3 separate regions of the Zea mays genome follow, and regions 1 and 2 are each linked to region 3. A link is a contact called in public Hi-C data. All regions are on one chromosome and are shown on one strand. Each heading gives the region's core, a stretch centred on a gene start, on an enhancer-like site or on the middle of the called end of the contact. The rest is flanking DNA. Distances are from core to core; before and after follow the strand shown. Region 1 holds the start of LOC100384812 (O-fucosyltransferase 36). Region 2 holds the start of LOC100273552. Region 3 holds the start of LOC100279491 (primary amine oxidase).

Region 1 (4,260 bases), core at 1,254-3,753, 150 kb before region 3:
TTGGTATAGTCAAATTTTATTATCAGCTTGTTAAACCTATGACATAGTAAACAAGTGCAGCTACCAGTTCAAAACTGGGCAGTTACGTTGAAGAGTTTCCTTTTTTGGTCAAGACAAGGGGTGATCCAAACCCCAAGCTGAGCTGCTCGTGAGCTTTGGCGACCCGCCGACCCCTTGTGATATGCTAAAAGTAACCAATATATGTTTCCATAATGTTATGAGTCTTTAGAATATTGTTATAATTTTTTTAATATAGCACCACTGTGTTGTCAGACAAAGCCCTAAGCATCAAGATCAGTTGGTCAGAAATGTTCAACCACAGTATGAGCATTAAAGGACCCCCATCAAAGCAAAAGAAGGACAAAAACATTGAGACTAGTTCAGGCATCATGATAGCACACAACTACGCATAGTTCCAACGGTCAAACTAGTACAATGAATGCATATTAATATAACAACAAATGGCTTAACACTTCTCAGAAACTGCGCATTATGTAGAATTATCCAAGAAAACAAGGTCAACTTACAGATCCAACAAAACAAAGTCAACTTACAAGACTAACAAGGATAGTTCTTCGATGCAATAGTCAACGCTAGAGCAGACAAAATCACTCAACATCACCGAGAATAATTAATGGAAGTAAGCTATGGAACATACTACTCTATCATATCTACCGTACATTGGTATTGTAAATTCATTATTAAGCAGGCACTCGATTGAATAACTTTATTAACCAAGCACAAAGTAGTTTGATCAACTGTGCAGATGTCAGATGCTGATTTGCGGTATAAAATTTTCCATAAATCTGAGAGAAGCATCTAGAATCGAGTCCAAATATTCTTTGTCAGAACAAGTGCCTGGTTTTGTATGTGCATCACAGAAGGGGACTCCAATTGCACTGTCCAAAGGAACAGCAATCATGGAATAACTAAAAGAGGATACGATTGTGACTAGCCTAGAATTCCCAAGATGTGTAACAAAAGAGGAAGCCATCTACTGCAATAGCCTATCGGGCATAAACTTATAAAAGTAAATACGACCACTATAATATGTTTGTCTCACAAAATCCACAGATAGATAATGTTCAGCAGGTTAAAAGATCTTGTGTATCTCACCAGAATTTCAGGAATCCATGCCGTCGAAAATGCAAGGCAATATAGTTTCCTCCCAAGAAAGTCTGGACGAAACGTTGAGCAGTGAGCACTATGAGCCTACTTGGTTGAATCAATGCCTTGCACTTGTGAGCCAATGGACCACCAGGTTGATTCAGCCACTCATCCTCCATGTCAGCATAAAACATGTCGCCAATGGCAAGGACCTCAGCCTCTGTCGAAAACTTTGGTGCAATATCCCCAACAGATCTCTTCTTTGGCTCCTTCAGCTTTGCATCCTCTGGCCAAGCTGCCTCAATCTTGCTCAGAGAAATCCCAAGTCCTTTCAGCTTCTTAATATGTTCCTCATCAAGGAAACATGGAGGCGAGGCTGCATAGCATATGAACTGATCGATGGCCACTTTCTTCCTCTTCTCCACAAACTCCTCATAGGTGATCACAACCTTCCTCCCAATGCAGTCATTAATGTGGTTGATATCAAGCACCCGATCATACTGGTAATCTGCCTTCTGGCTGGGCACCACCAGGGTACGTCCAAGAAGCGCTGCCATGAACATGTGCTTCTCCAAGCAAATCAAGTGGTTGGACATTTGCCCGGAGATGCAGATGACTAGGAGGAACCGGTCTTTCTTGGGGTTCCACTCAATGGTCCGCCGGCTGGCCGGCAATTCCCTCTTCCTGCAGCCGGAGAAAGGGAGATCGAGATCCAGGCCGTCCTCGGTCGCATTGCCGGACCCTGAGCGGTGCGAGGAGAGGAGCGCCGCTTGAATCTCGCGGTTGATCTTGATCTGGCTCTCGAGCGCGGACTGGAGATCGGAGAGCGAGATGGGGGCGGGGGCGGAGCCGTTGGTGGGGGCTGCGGTGCGGTTGAAGAGGCTGAGGAGACCGGAGCGCTGGGAGCGGAGGAGGTAGAGCGCGTGCAGCTCGGCCTCGCGCATGCGGGAGGCCGCGGGGTCGGCGGCGGGTGCGGCGGAGGGGAGGCGGATGGAGGCGGGCAGGCGGAGGGAGGACGCACCCCCGTAGGAGAAGAAGAGGATTAGGAAGAGAAGCGGGAGGGAAACGAAGAGCACGAGGTAGCGGCGGGACCAGAGGACGCGCCGGAGGGAGGCGGCGGAGGACGGAAGCGTCGGACGGAGCGCGGCGACGCTGAAGGAGGAGGGCGGCGAGCGGGAGCGGGCGGAGGGGGACGGGGGCTTGGCGTGGTTCTGTGGTACGAGGGTCTCGAGGTCGTCGTCCTCGTCGGAGACGGAAGGGTCGCGGTCCATGGCGGCGCAGCGCAGGAGAGTGTCGGTGGGCAGTGAGCAGCGCGGGAGGGACCGAGGAGACGTGGAGTGAGGTGGTGACTGGTGACGGACGGGTGGGGGGAAGACGGAGGGTGGATGACGGTGACTGTTGAACCAAACGGTGGTTCTAGACTTCTAGTTTTTTGCTAGCCTACTGCCGAGAAATACCGTACATTGCCAATGTGGCAATGTAGCATACCAATACCATCCTGTTGTCTCTAACCACTGAAATTTCAGTTGACTCGAAACCTCGATTCCATTTGATATTGAATTAGACTGACGCTGACGAGGTTATTGTCCTAAATACTGAGAATCGAAGTTTTATTTTTTATGGTTCAAATACGAAGATCAAACAGTAGGAACTCATTCCACGAGGATATGGTCAGTTCGAATTTATGGGCTAGGCCCATTGTGAAATTCAATTAAATCTTAGGAAAATCTCAAAAGCTCATGTATGTGTGGCTAGAGAATACTGGACTAATAGTACCATATTGCTAGTCCAAGTGAAGTGGAACTAGTTTAAATATGGAGGTCACACTCACTCACCAAGTCATCGATGAGATGAGAGAGTGTGGAGAGCCACACGCGCGCGCTCGCTCGCCTCGCCTGGGCGCGGGCGCACGACATGTGCGTGAATGGTCCGCCGAAATCCAGCCCCTAGCCTTGCGGGGGCACGGCTTCCTTTTGTCGTTTTAATTTTTTGGTTTCTTGGCTGTTAAGTTCAGAATCCTAACCGATCGCTATAAAATCTAAAATGAACGCGAGTGTCGGGTACTGTAATTAGGGGTACCCCAGCACTCCTAAACACGACTGGTAACCACCATCAGCACAAGCTGCAGAGACTGATGGGCACGATTCAGGTCAAAGCTTCGTCTACTCAAGGGACGCGATCTCGCCTCGCCCGAGCCCAGCCTCGGGCGGGAACAGTAGTCCCAGACGAATTCACGCCTCGCTCGAGGACCTCCTCAAGCAACGGGCGCACCCTCGACTCGCCCGAAGCCCAGCTCGGGCAGGCTTCGTAGTGAAGCAACCTTGGCCAAATCGCCTCACCAACCGACCGTATCGCAGGCGCATTTAATGCGAGGATCGCCTGACACCTTATCCTGACACATGTGCCTCAGTCGGCAAGGTCGAAGTGACCGCAGTCACTTCACCCTTCCAATGACCGACCTGACAGGAAAACAGCGCCGCTCGCCCCTCTCCGACTGCTGTGCCACCTGCCAGGGTGAGGCTGACAACAGCTAAGTTCAGCCTCAGGCGCAACAGGAAGCTCCGCCTCGCCCGACCTTGGGCCTCGGCCTTAGGAGGAGGTCTCCGCCTCGCCCGACCCTAGGGCTCGGCCCCCGCCTCGGCCTCGGAAGGTGGTCTCCGCCTCGCCCGACCCCAGGGCACGGCCTCAACCTCGGCCTCGAAAGGTGGTCTCCGCCTCGCCCGACCCCAGGGCTCGGCCTCAACCTCGACCTCAGGAGGAATCGCGTCCTCGCTCGACCCTGGCCTCGGCCTCAGGATGAGTCTCCGCCTCGCCCGACCTTGGACTCAGACCGACCGCGCCACAAGGGATGCATCATTACCCTACCCCTAGCTAGCTCAGGCTACGGGGGAACAAGACCGGCGTCCCATCCAGGCTCGCCCCGGTAACAAGTAATGATGGCTCCCCGCGTGCGTCCATGACGACGGTGGTTCTCAGCCCCCTACGGAAGCAAGGAGATGTCAGCAAGGTCCCAGCAGCCCCGACAGCTGTGCTTCTATAGGGCTCAAGCGCTCCTCCGACGACCACGATACCGCGTACGCAAGGCTCTAGCACCTCTCCGACAACCACATTGGCATGTACACAGTGCTCAGGCACCTCTCTGCCGGACACGTT
Region 2 (4,631 bases), core at 1,480-3,979, 200 kb before region 3:
GGTGCCTGCTATGCGATAATTGGCTGTTCAAATTAGAATGGTAATCCGTACTTACTTTACCCGGGCTTCGGTCACCGGTCGGTACCCGGAAACTGTGGTTCTTTCCAATATGGAAAGATTGCAGCTTGTTCAGTGAAGGCTTCATCCTATTTACTCCATTTGCATTGTCGAAGTCAAGAGATGGATGGATAGCCCTCTTTAACTGTGCCATTTTCCGTGCTTTGTACTTGGCAATCTTTACCTCATGCTTCATGTCGAACCCATTTGTGTGATGGTTAGTTTCGTTCTCATAATGGTTAGATGAACATGATTGCTCTTGGAATGAACTGAAGCAAAGCTGATTAGAAAGATCTCTTCTACCCATCTGTAGAAGGCCATTCACATGAGTGGACTCCTTGCCTTTGACATAGTGCTCTGTTGGGCCACCTCCATCATCAGAGCTGCCTGCAGATTCCTGCAAATCACACTGCTCTCCATCAGCTTCGAACGTGATCTCCTCAAACCGCCCATGTACCTCTGCACATTGGCAACCTCGACGGCCTGATGACATGTAGGCGTAAAGTGAACCACACGATGACACGATGGATCCACAATCGTGGCAGTATGAAGTGTCAGGAGCCTCCTCTATGCCCGGACCAGGCCTCCAATCTGGTACCAGTGCACTGACCTCACCATCAATCATGTCAGCAATCCGAGTAACTTCATGGTCAGTTATATCGAGTTCGGCTACCATTTCAGTAGCAACACTTAGTGCGGTATCAGCCTCAACGTCAAAAGGAAAATAGATGTTGCGTACCCGTCCTGCATATGAAAAAAACAACAACTTTCAGTGATACCAAAAACGATTTTTCAAAACTTCAGAAGTTTATGCCATAGAAATTGTGCATACCATCATCATCAGAAATCCGCAATCTAAGGAATATGCCTCCATCCTCACTCTTTCTCCCTTTGATTGTTATATCCACATTGCCAAGAAGCTCACCTTCATTCTCGTTGAACAGGTCAATGCCATCTTGGCCTTTCATGTCATCATCCTCGCAGTCTTCACTGAGAGCATCTTCATCAATGCTTTCTGAGAATCCATTACTCATCATGGAGCCATTGCTGTAGGTATGCCCTAAATATGAAGGCTGAGGTATATAATTGGCCGGCACATGGTAATTTCCACCATCCAAAGAAGCAACCACGTCATCACTTTGTAGGAAGGGATCCTCAAGCAGTTCTCTTGCTGACAGTCTTTGAGATGCCGTTGCTAGGCACTTCTCGACGAAGTGCCTCACCATTGGATCTTTCACCTTGTACAGAGATTCTGGCTTAGTACCCTACCAAATCAAACAACTAGCTGAAGTCAGGAAGATCATTTCAAACTGCACACCAGAATCACAATTGCTCATAGGGTCCAGGGGGCCTTCTTACAGAGATCACTTTCTTGTAGATCTGCACAGGGTGTGTACACTCGCTGTACGGGTACTCAAACGTTACCATCTCGAGCACGCACATTCCAAACGAGTAGATGTCCACCAGCTCGTTGTACTCCTCCTCGTACACCTCCGGCGCCATGAACTCCGGTGTACCTGTCCAACCGATCCGACACATCTAGCGCCATCAAATCACCGCGCAGCTATTGCCAGTAGTGATCGGGCAACATAATTTCTCGCTAGTGTGCGAATCAGATGGATTACCTACGCAGTGGACGGCGTGGGACTTGCGGAGGATGGCGGCGAGACCGAGGTCGCCAATCTTGACCTCTCCCTGGTTGCCGTTCACGAAGATGTTGTCACACTTGAGGTCCCGGTGGATGATGGGCGGATTGTGGCTATGCAGGTACAGCAGGCCGCTGAGGATTTGCCTGCACCAGTGCTTCACCGCCCATATGTTCACCCTCCGGTGCCTCTGCCGGTACCTAAATCATCAATAGACGCGTAACTACGACCAATCAGTCCAAGAAGCAATCAAGCAGAGAGAGAGAGAGAGAGAGAGAGAGAGAGAGAGAGAGAGAGAGAGAGAGAGAGAGAGAGAGAGAGAGAGAGAGAGAGAGAGAGAAAATAATCTGAAAAGGCCGCAACAACTTTTAGGCGATACAGGTGCGGAGGAGGTTGGTCGCTTACTGGCGGAGGGTGCCGGAGGTGAACATCTCGGTGATGAAGTTGATGTTGCGGCGGGAGACGTCGACCCAGGAGGTGTAGAACTTCATGATGTTGCGGTGCTTGAGCGTCTTGAGAAGGTGGATCTCGCAGTAGAGCCGCTCCAGGTCCTCGGGGCTCTGCAGGAAGTCGTGCAGCTTCACCTGGTTCCACGCCACCTCCATCCCCTGGTACTCGTCGAACGCCCGGTACCTGCAGTCCCCGCACACGCACCTCGGATCAGGGACTCAGTGGGCAAGCAAGATTGAAAGCACGCAGCTTTGGCGAGAACAGCGCCGGATCTTACACAATCTTGGACGCGCCCTTGCCAAGAACGTCGCTGAACTGCGTTAAACAAGGAGGAAAGATGCAGGGAAACGGATCAGCGGATTGGTGAGCAGACGGGTCAAACAACGGTGGTAGGAGTAGCTACAGTGGTAGCGGCGATTCCATACCCGTCCGTACCGGCCGGTGGGGTCGACCTCCGCATACTCCGGGCACGGGCCGGCGGCGTTGGCCTTGGCGCCTATCATTCTTGCGGCTCTAGCTCGCTTCTTCGGTTCTTCCCCTGCACTGCAGCTCCAACTCCACCGCCGAGGAGAGCGCACCGGACCGCAGTTTGTGCTGTCTAGCAGCAGCAGACAGGGACTGAGGAGAGGGAAAAGGAAGAGGGACTGATCCAGTACTAGAGAGACACCTTTTTAGACTGTCCGCAACCGTTCCCCCTAAATTTTTCCCCCTAAATGTTACTATGCAGTCACGTCAGCAAGATTCTCTCCCCTATATTTACCCGTCCTGCAACCGTCCCCCCTATAAATTCCTCTATATATCCCTCTACACATTAAATATACATTTCCACATAACTAACATAACTAACTTTATTTTCTATTTTCTTTCCTCTTCTTTCAAACGCTTGGCCGGCTACGCATTAAGTTTAGAAATTTTTTTTCAAGTTGATCTCCACTGTTTCGTTATAAAAAATTATTAAAAATCATTTTACTTTGTTTTGAACTATGCACGCTGGGAACATTGACTATGTCCACTCATCCAAACATTTGAACAAAATACATACATCGAAGTGACAAATTCGTGTATACATTTGTATGGACAAAAATGGAAGTGCTTGATATTTTAAGTGTGTTCTCCTCCTGGACCAGGGCTCCTCTTACCGTGATCGTTGAATGATAGAATTCTATCCGAGAAAGAAACCTCCGGGCGTGTGAGTAGGGAAAGCTACATATTAATTACCACTTCTAAGCGGGCAACACACTTACCAGCAGCTGATAGATGTAAGAACAAAACTCTCATGGTATAAACCTTGAAATGGAATCAAGCAGAATTTTACTCTCAGCCAAAGGATCCACCCTCTCCACCTTGGCCACAGTGTTTTTCACTTGTCGTACATCGCCGTATTGTTCTTCTTTCACTTTTAGCCTGAACAAATAGTTCTGATACAAGCAATTGCTCAAGACATCTGTGTAGCGAGGATCTTTGTTCTCTTTAAAAATGTTGAGCTCTCGAGCTGAGCAACCAAGTATCTCCTGTCCACGATCTTGAAATGCTGTCACAGAAGATTTTTAGTGGACACCGACCATTAGTCGCAAGGTCATATACCAAAGCATAGACAAACCAGCTTTTTATTGTGAAGAAGGAATTTCTAATCGATTCCTGGCTAGTGAGCACTATTTTATCATGAAGAGGAAATTTCTAACAGATTCATGGCTAGTGAACACCAATTTACTTAGGAACATATCCATTATCCCAAATTATCATATTCTGTAAAACTATATTACTAAGAGGCAAGTATAAACTGATCGGCTGCACAGCTAGATACCAAACCACAGACATGCTATGTTTTCACCACGAAGATGAAAATTCTGATCCGTTCATGGCTGGCGAGTTTCAATTTGGTTATGAACATAACTTTTATTATGGTTTAGTATATTTCTGACAAAAAAATTAAGAGGCAAGTACACACTCAATTCAATCAGCAACACCGTTCACGGGGACGGATTGAAATGATGGCGCGAACAGATCCACTGAACCAAACATTAACGGAATGCATGAATACATACGCTGGTAAATCCGAAGCCAACGGCCAATTGAACGGAATGCAACTCTCACGCAACTACTAGATCGAACAAACAAGCACATAATCAAACAGATTAGACCCAATTTCGTATGCCTGGTAGCCTGGTAGGCCTGAACCATAAACCAAACCCACAAGAGCGCAACCAAATGGAACACAGATCGATCCAGTCGGGTGGGAGGGGCAGAAGAGGAGAGAAGAGGGGAGAGAGAGATACTTTCTGTTCCGGGTCGGACCGACGTTGTTGACGATGTAGTCGAGGAGCTGCACGACCGAGCCGCGGCGGACGACGCCGGAGCGCGCGAGGTCGCAGAGCTGCGAGGCGAAGAGCGTGTGCCCCGTGGCGACGCCATCGGAGATGATGGCGCGGAACCTGGGCCCGGAGCCCGGGGCCCCGGTGACCGCGATGCTCCGGAGGT
Region 3 (4,565 bases), core at 1,873-4,372:
CCGACCTCGTTCCCCATCCGGGTCTTCTTGCCCGGGTTCACCAACAGCAGGTCGGCGGGCGCGGCGTTCACGTCCGCCTGCCCGTCGGCCTCCGTCTCGGCCACCTCGCGCCGCACCGTCCAGTAGCTCCGCCTCGGCGTGCCGGCGCCGCCCGTGGCCGGGTCCCCCGTGTTGCGCTTGGCGGTGATGATGTTCTTCACGAAGGAGTTGTTGGTGCCGTCGATGTCCAGGTCCAGGTGGTACGTCACGTAGTGGTCGTGGTAGACGGCGATCGTGTTCTCGGAGACCAGCGAGCCGTGCGCGTCCACCGTGATCTCGTCGGCGTGCGTGTACGACGTCCCTTTCACCTCCAGGAGGCCGGTGAGAGACACCTGCATGCGCCAACGGCGCCCCGTACAACTTCAGCTCATGCGTGCGTGCGTGCGGTCACTGCGGAACTGCGTTCTCGCTTCAGAATTCAGATACACGTTACGTTACCACGAATTTGATGGAGCCGCTGGTCTTGAACTCCCAGTCCAAGATGTAGTCGTAGTTGCCGGGCGACACCACCATCCTCACTACCAAGGTCACGTCAGGCCGGACCTCCGTGATCTGCACCGGGAACAATCTCGTCGTCAAAACAACGTGTTCGCGCTCTTCAGAGTTCAGAGTTGTTCGCTGCATGCTGCCGGCTTGCTCACCAATCGGTCCGGGAACCCGGCCTCCGTGTGGCGCCACGCGACGTCGCCGGCGTACCGCTCGAACACGCAGATCCTGTTCTCGCCGCCGACGGGCTTGCCGTCCTGCCCGGCGTAGGAGCCGTCCAAGTAGGCGGCGTTGGCGGGGCAGTCAGCGCCTGGCTGCAGCGGGAACGCCCAGAGGCCCAGGCCGTACTCGCCGGCGTCCAGGAACGTGCGGTAGTACCACTCCTCCACCGGGTCCATGTACGGCACGAAGATCTCCGAGACGAAGCCGCGGTACAGCACCCGTCGCCGCGTGCCGGCGTCGGCGTCGTGGTCGTGGACCGAGGCCAGCGAGATAACCGTGCCCGCGCGCATGTCGAAGCCCACGTGGAACTCCCAGTTGGCCCACCTGCAGTGGCAGAAGAATTGGCCCCACGCACGAGAAGGTTCAGCAAAAATAAATGCCAACGTTTGCATTACCAATTTATTTTTGAACTTCTTGAAAATCCTGTGAAAGATAGCCACAATTTCTTTTTTTTCCCAAAAAAAACAAACAAACATAATTACATAAACACACACGATCACTCTTGATTCTCTTACATATAGGTACTCCTACCACTTTAAAAACTCAGTCGCAATGATCTTCGTAGAGTTTAATTATATAAAAAGAGTAGTTCAATAAGATAACGACGTTGATGGACTCTCAAACCAGCCAAAAAAATATTGCCTGATTTTTTTTTCTCTGTCGCATTCGAGTGTATAATGTATTGGCCCTCCTTGTCATCAACGTGGACATCATGCAACCACCTAGCCCATTTGAAATTCAGTGCTGCATCGTGTTCGTGCGGTTGACATTTCAGAGACCGGAAGCAAACCATATTTGGACAATCGGTTGCTATCCACGTGAAGCATGTATCAGCCTATACAAAACATGAGACCAACCCACGTGGTGTGCATCCACTTCCAGACGCCAATATTACATTGCGAGCTGGTTCTTGTGAAAAATGTTCTAGTATAAGCAAGTTGAAAAGTTGGACCAATTACATGGCGCAACTGCATGTGCAGCCCTCGATCTACTTCAAACCTCAAACGGACAAAAGGCAAGCGGACTGTTTTAAAAGCTGTTTGTTTCATATTAAAACCAGCTGTTTAGACTAATATCATCTATAGAGACAAAACAATATAGAAGCAGTAGAAGCCGGTATAAATTAAAACCAAGTGAACATGCTGTTAGACTGCAAATAAACGGAACCCACAACGCATTTACTACACTATCAGCAGAGAGTAGAGTGCAGAGTTTGAGGGCTGTGATGTTTAAGTTGAGACTGTCAAGCAAGTGCCAAATTCTTGAGAAACGACGAAGCTGAAATAAACAAGCATCTAAACAATCGCGATCGTGGGGTGGTCATATAATGGAGACTAGATGATTTGTCAGTTTCTTAATTGTAATAATCGACTTGTATTGGCTGTACGCATTATCATGCTAAAGCCGGAACTCTTGTTTCCATTATCAAAAAAAGATGATTTGTCAGTGATCGATGACAAGAAAACAGAAATAATGAGTAACGTTGGTACTGAGTACTGACCAATGTTTTTTTTCTCTTTGAATTACCTGACGACGTGGCCGTCAATGTGGAAGCCCCTGCCCTCTGGTTGCACGGCGACGCCCGGCGCCAGCGGCGGCCCGGTCTTGCCGGCCCGGTAGTCCGTGCCCTCGGCCTTGGGCACGGGGTACGTCACCCGGTCTCTGTACCCGACGATGGCCATGGCGTCGAGGTCCACCACCATGGTGATGCCCTCGATCGGCCGCGCGTAGAAGTTGGCCGTGGGGCCGGCCACGAAGCACAGCATCTTCGCCACCCGCTTGGCCGTCGTCCCGGCGCGTCCACCGAACCAGCCGACGGGGAACACCGCGCAGAGCACGTCGTCCATGTCCACCCCGCGGCGCCGCACTGACTCGACGAACGGCGGGTACGCCTGCGGCAGCGCCACCGCCGCGAACTGCTCCTCGAGCGTGAGGACGGGGAAGCCCGCGCCGCTGTGGACGGCGTGGGAGAGGACGGCGGCGGAGGTGCCGTTGCTGGCAACGCTCACGCGGAGCTCGTGGGACTGCCCGCCCGCGCGGGCGATCACAAGTGCGCGCCGCGGCAGGAGCGGGCGGGAGGACGAGCCAGAGCCGCCGTAGGCGTAGGCGAGGACGTCGGGCTTGTCTGGCTCGTCGAGGCCGACGTAGTGGAAGGTGAGCGGGCGGGCGGGGACGCGCGGGGAGGCGAGCACCGCGGCGCGGACCGCCGTAATCTCGTCGGGGGTGAGGGGGTCGAGCGGGTGGGGGTGGGAATGGGAGGAGGCCGCCGACGCTGCGGCGGTGATGGACAGCACGGCGGCGACGAGGACAGGAAGCATGTGGTGTGACATTTGGGCCATCTGTTTGAATGGTGAGTGTTGAGAACGCACCAACATTGGAATCGCTGTACGACTATCTCGTTGCTCCCAATGCTGTACCTAGAGATGGCCAAACGGGCCGCCCGGCCCGGCTCGGGCCCGGTGAAGCCCGGCCAAAAACCGGACCGGGCCTGCTGAGCCAGCGGGCTTAATTTTCTGTCCAAACCCGGTCCGCAGCGGGCCTAAACGGGCCGAGCACGAAAAAACGGGCTAAACGGACCGGTAAGCACGTTTTAGTATAAAAAAACGGGCTTAACGGGCTTAGAGGTAAACGGGCCGTGCCGGGCTAGCCCGCCGTGCCTAGTTTTCTGTCCAAGCCCGCCCGCTTATTCTACCGTGCCGGGTTCGGACCGGGCCCAAAAAGTAGGCTTCGTGCCGGACTCACGGGCCTCATGCTTTTTGGCCATCTATAGCTATACCGGCGTACCGCGCGTTTTCCTCACTCCAGCTGCCCAGGTCGCCCCTACTTCGCTCTGGCCCTGTTTGTTTACTTACAGATTATATAATGCAGCTTATGTATTATATAAGCACCTATTAACTTGATTATATATTATTATAATTTAGATATCTAAATTATATAATCCATCTAATAATTTGTTTTTGTTTGTTTAACTCTCAACTTATTTAAGCTATATCATATAATCTAAAGGGTAAGTAAACATGGCATCTGTCAGCTGTAAAAAAAAACTAGACATGACAGAGGTAAAAACACGAAAACACTGATTGCAAAAAAAAAATCCCTTTTGTTTTACAAGTACATACGAACTATTTTATCAATTCCATTTTAATTATATTATTTTGGTTAATGTTAAAACACGAATAATTTTTTTCTTGTTTTCTTCTAGGACATTGTTGTTATGTGTTTATAAGGCATTCACAGTTTCGCACTTCATTGCCGCATAATGTTTTTGAGACATTCACGTTTCTTTACATGTGTTAACACTCAAAAATGTCCTTTTGCCTATAACTAGGTTACACTATTGGTTATAAAATAAACATAAGGAGAATATGGTGTGAAACCTAAGAAATACAGCCTGCACCGTTAGCTAAACCTAGCCAGGCCACGTACCGCAGTGACAAAACCGGCTAGTTCAACCATCATATCTGGCAAGGCCAGGCCCCAAAAGTGGGTTAGGCGTTCAGAAGCTCGCCACGACGATGATATCCTGATATCCTCTTGCTAGACCGGCTAAAGTTTCTGCCCTATGAAACTTGGCCTGGCCGAGTTGCAAAGTCGGCTATACTCACTTTTTATACACTTCAAAACGATTAGTTTTCAAATAATTTTTTAGAGTTAAAAACTTATCCAATGTATTCTGAAATTTTTATCATGGTTGAATGAGGATCTAACATCGAATCGATAAAAAATACATCTATTACCTCTTTTATTCTTTTTCCCTCCGTCATATTGTTCGTCACTTCTCTCAGCAAGATTTGACAACATTCTAGGTGACTATATCC

The links. A called contact is a pair of places that touch in the nucleus more often than the background predicts.
Region 1: a Hi-C map of leaf shows a contact between it and region 3, with 10 times the contacts expected there. The contact joins the promoter of LOC100384812 here to the promoter of LOC100279491 in region 3. A contact is called at or near these places in 9 of 25 Hi-C or Micro-C datasets (bundle sheath, ear, endosperm and 2 more) and 1 of 3 datasets of contacts at active chromatin or transcription factors (leaf).
Region 2: a contact with region 3 is called in a Hi-C map of leaf mesophyll, with 1.7 times the contacts expected there. The contact joins the promoter of LOC100273552 here to the promoter of LOC100279491 in region 3. A contact is called at or near these places in 5 of 25 Hi-C or Micro-C datasets (ear, leaf, leaf mesophyll and 1 more).

The regions. Positions count from the first base shown.
Region 1 is chr2:213,250,292-213,254,551 of Zm-B73-REFERENCE-NAM-5.0, reverse strand. It overlaps LOC100384812 (O-fucosyltransferase 36), which reads right to left and starts at 2,503. Exons shown (of 4, transcript XR_002267351.3): 1 at 1,117-2,503.
Region 2 is chr2:213,301,278-213,305,908 of Zm-B73-REFERENCE-NAM-5.0, reverse strand. It overlaps LOC100273552, which reads right to left and starts at 2,729. Exons shown (of 7, transcript NM_001147970.1): 1 at 2,579-2,729; 2 at 2,431-2,468; 3 at 2,109-2,336; 4 at 1,687-1,903; 5 at 1,417-1,574; 6 at 890-1,322; 7 at 1-801. The coding sequence starts at 1,560.
Region 3 is chr2:213,097,809-213,102,373 of Zm-B73-REFERENCE-NAM-5.0, reverse strand. LOC100279491 (primary amine oxidase) reads right to left here and starts at 3,122. Exons shown (of 4, transcript NM_001152492.1): 1 at 2,275-3,122; 2 at 681-1,071; 3 at 478-591; 4 at 1-371. The coding sequence starts at 3,122.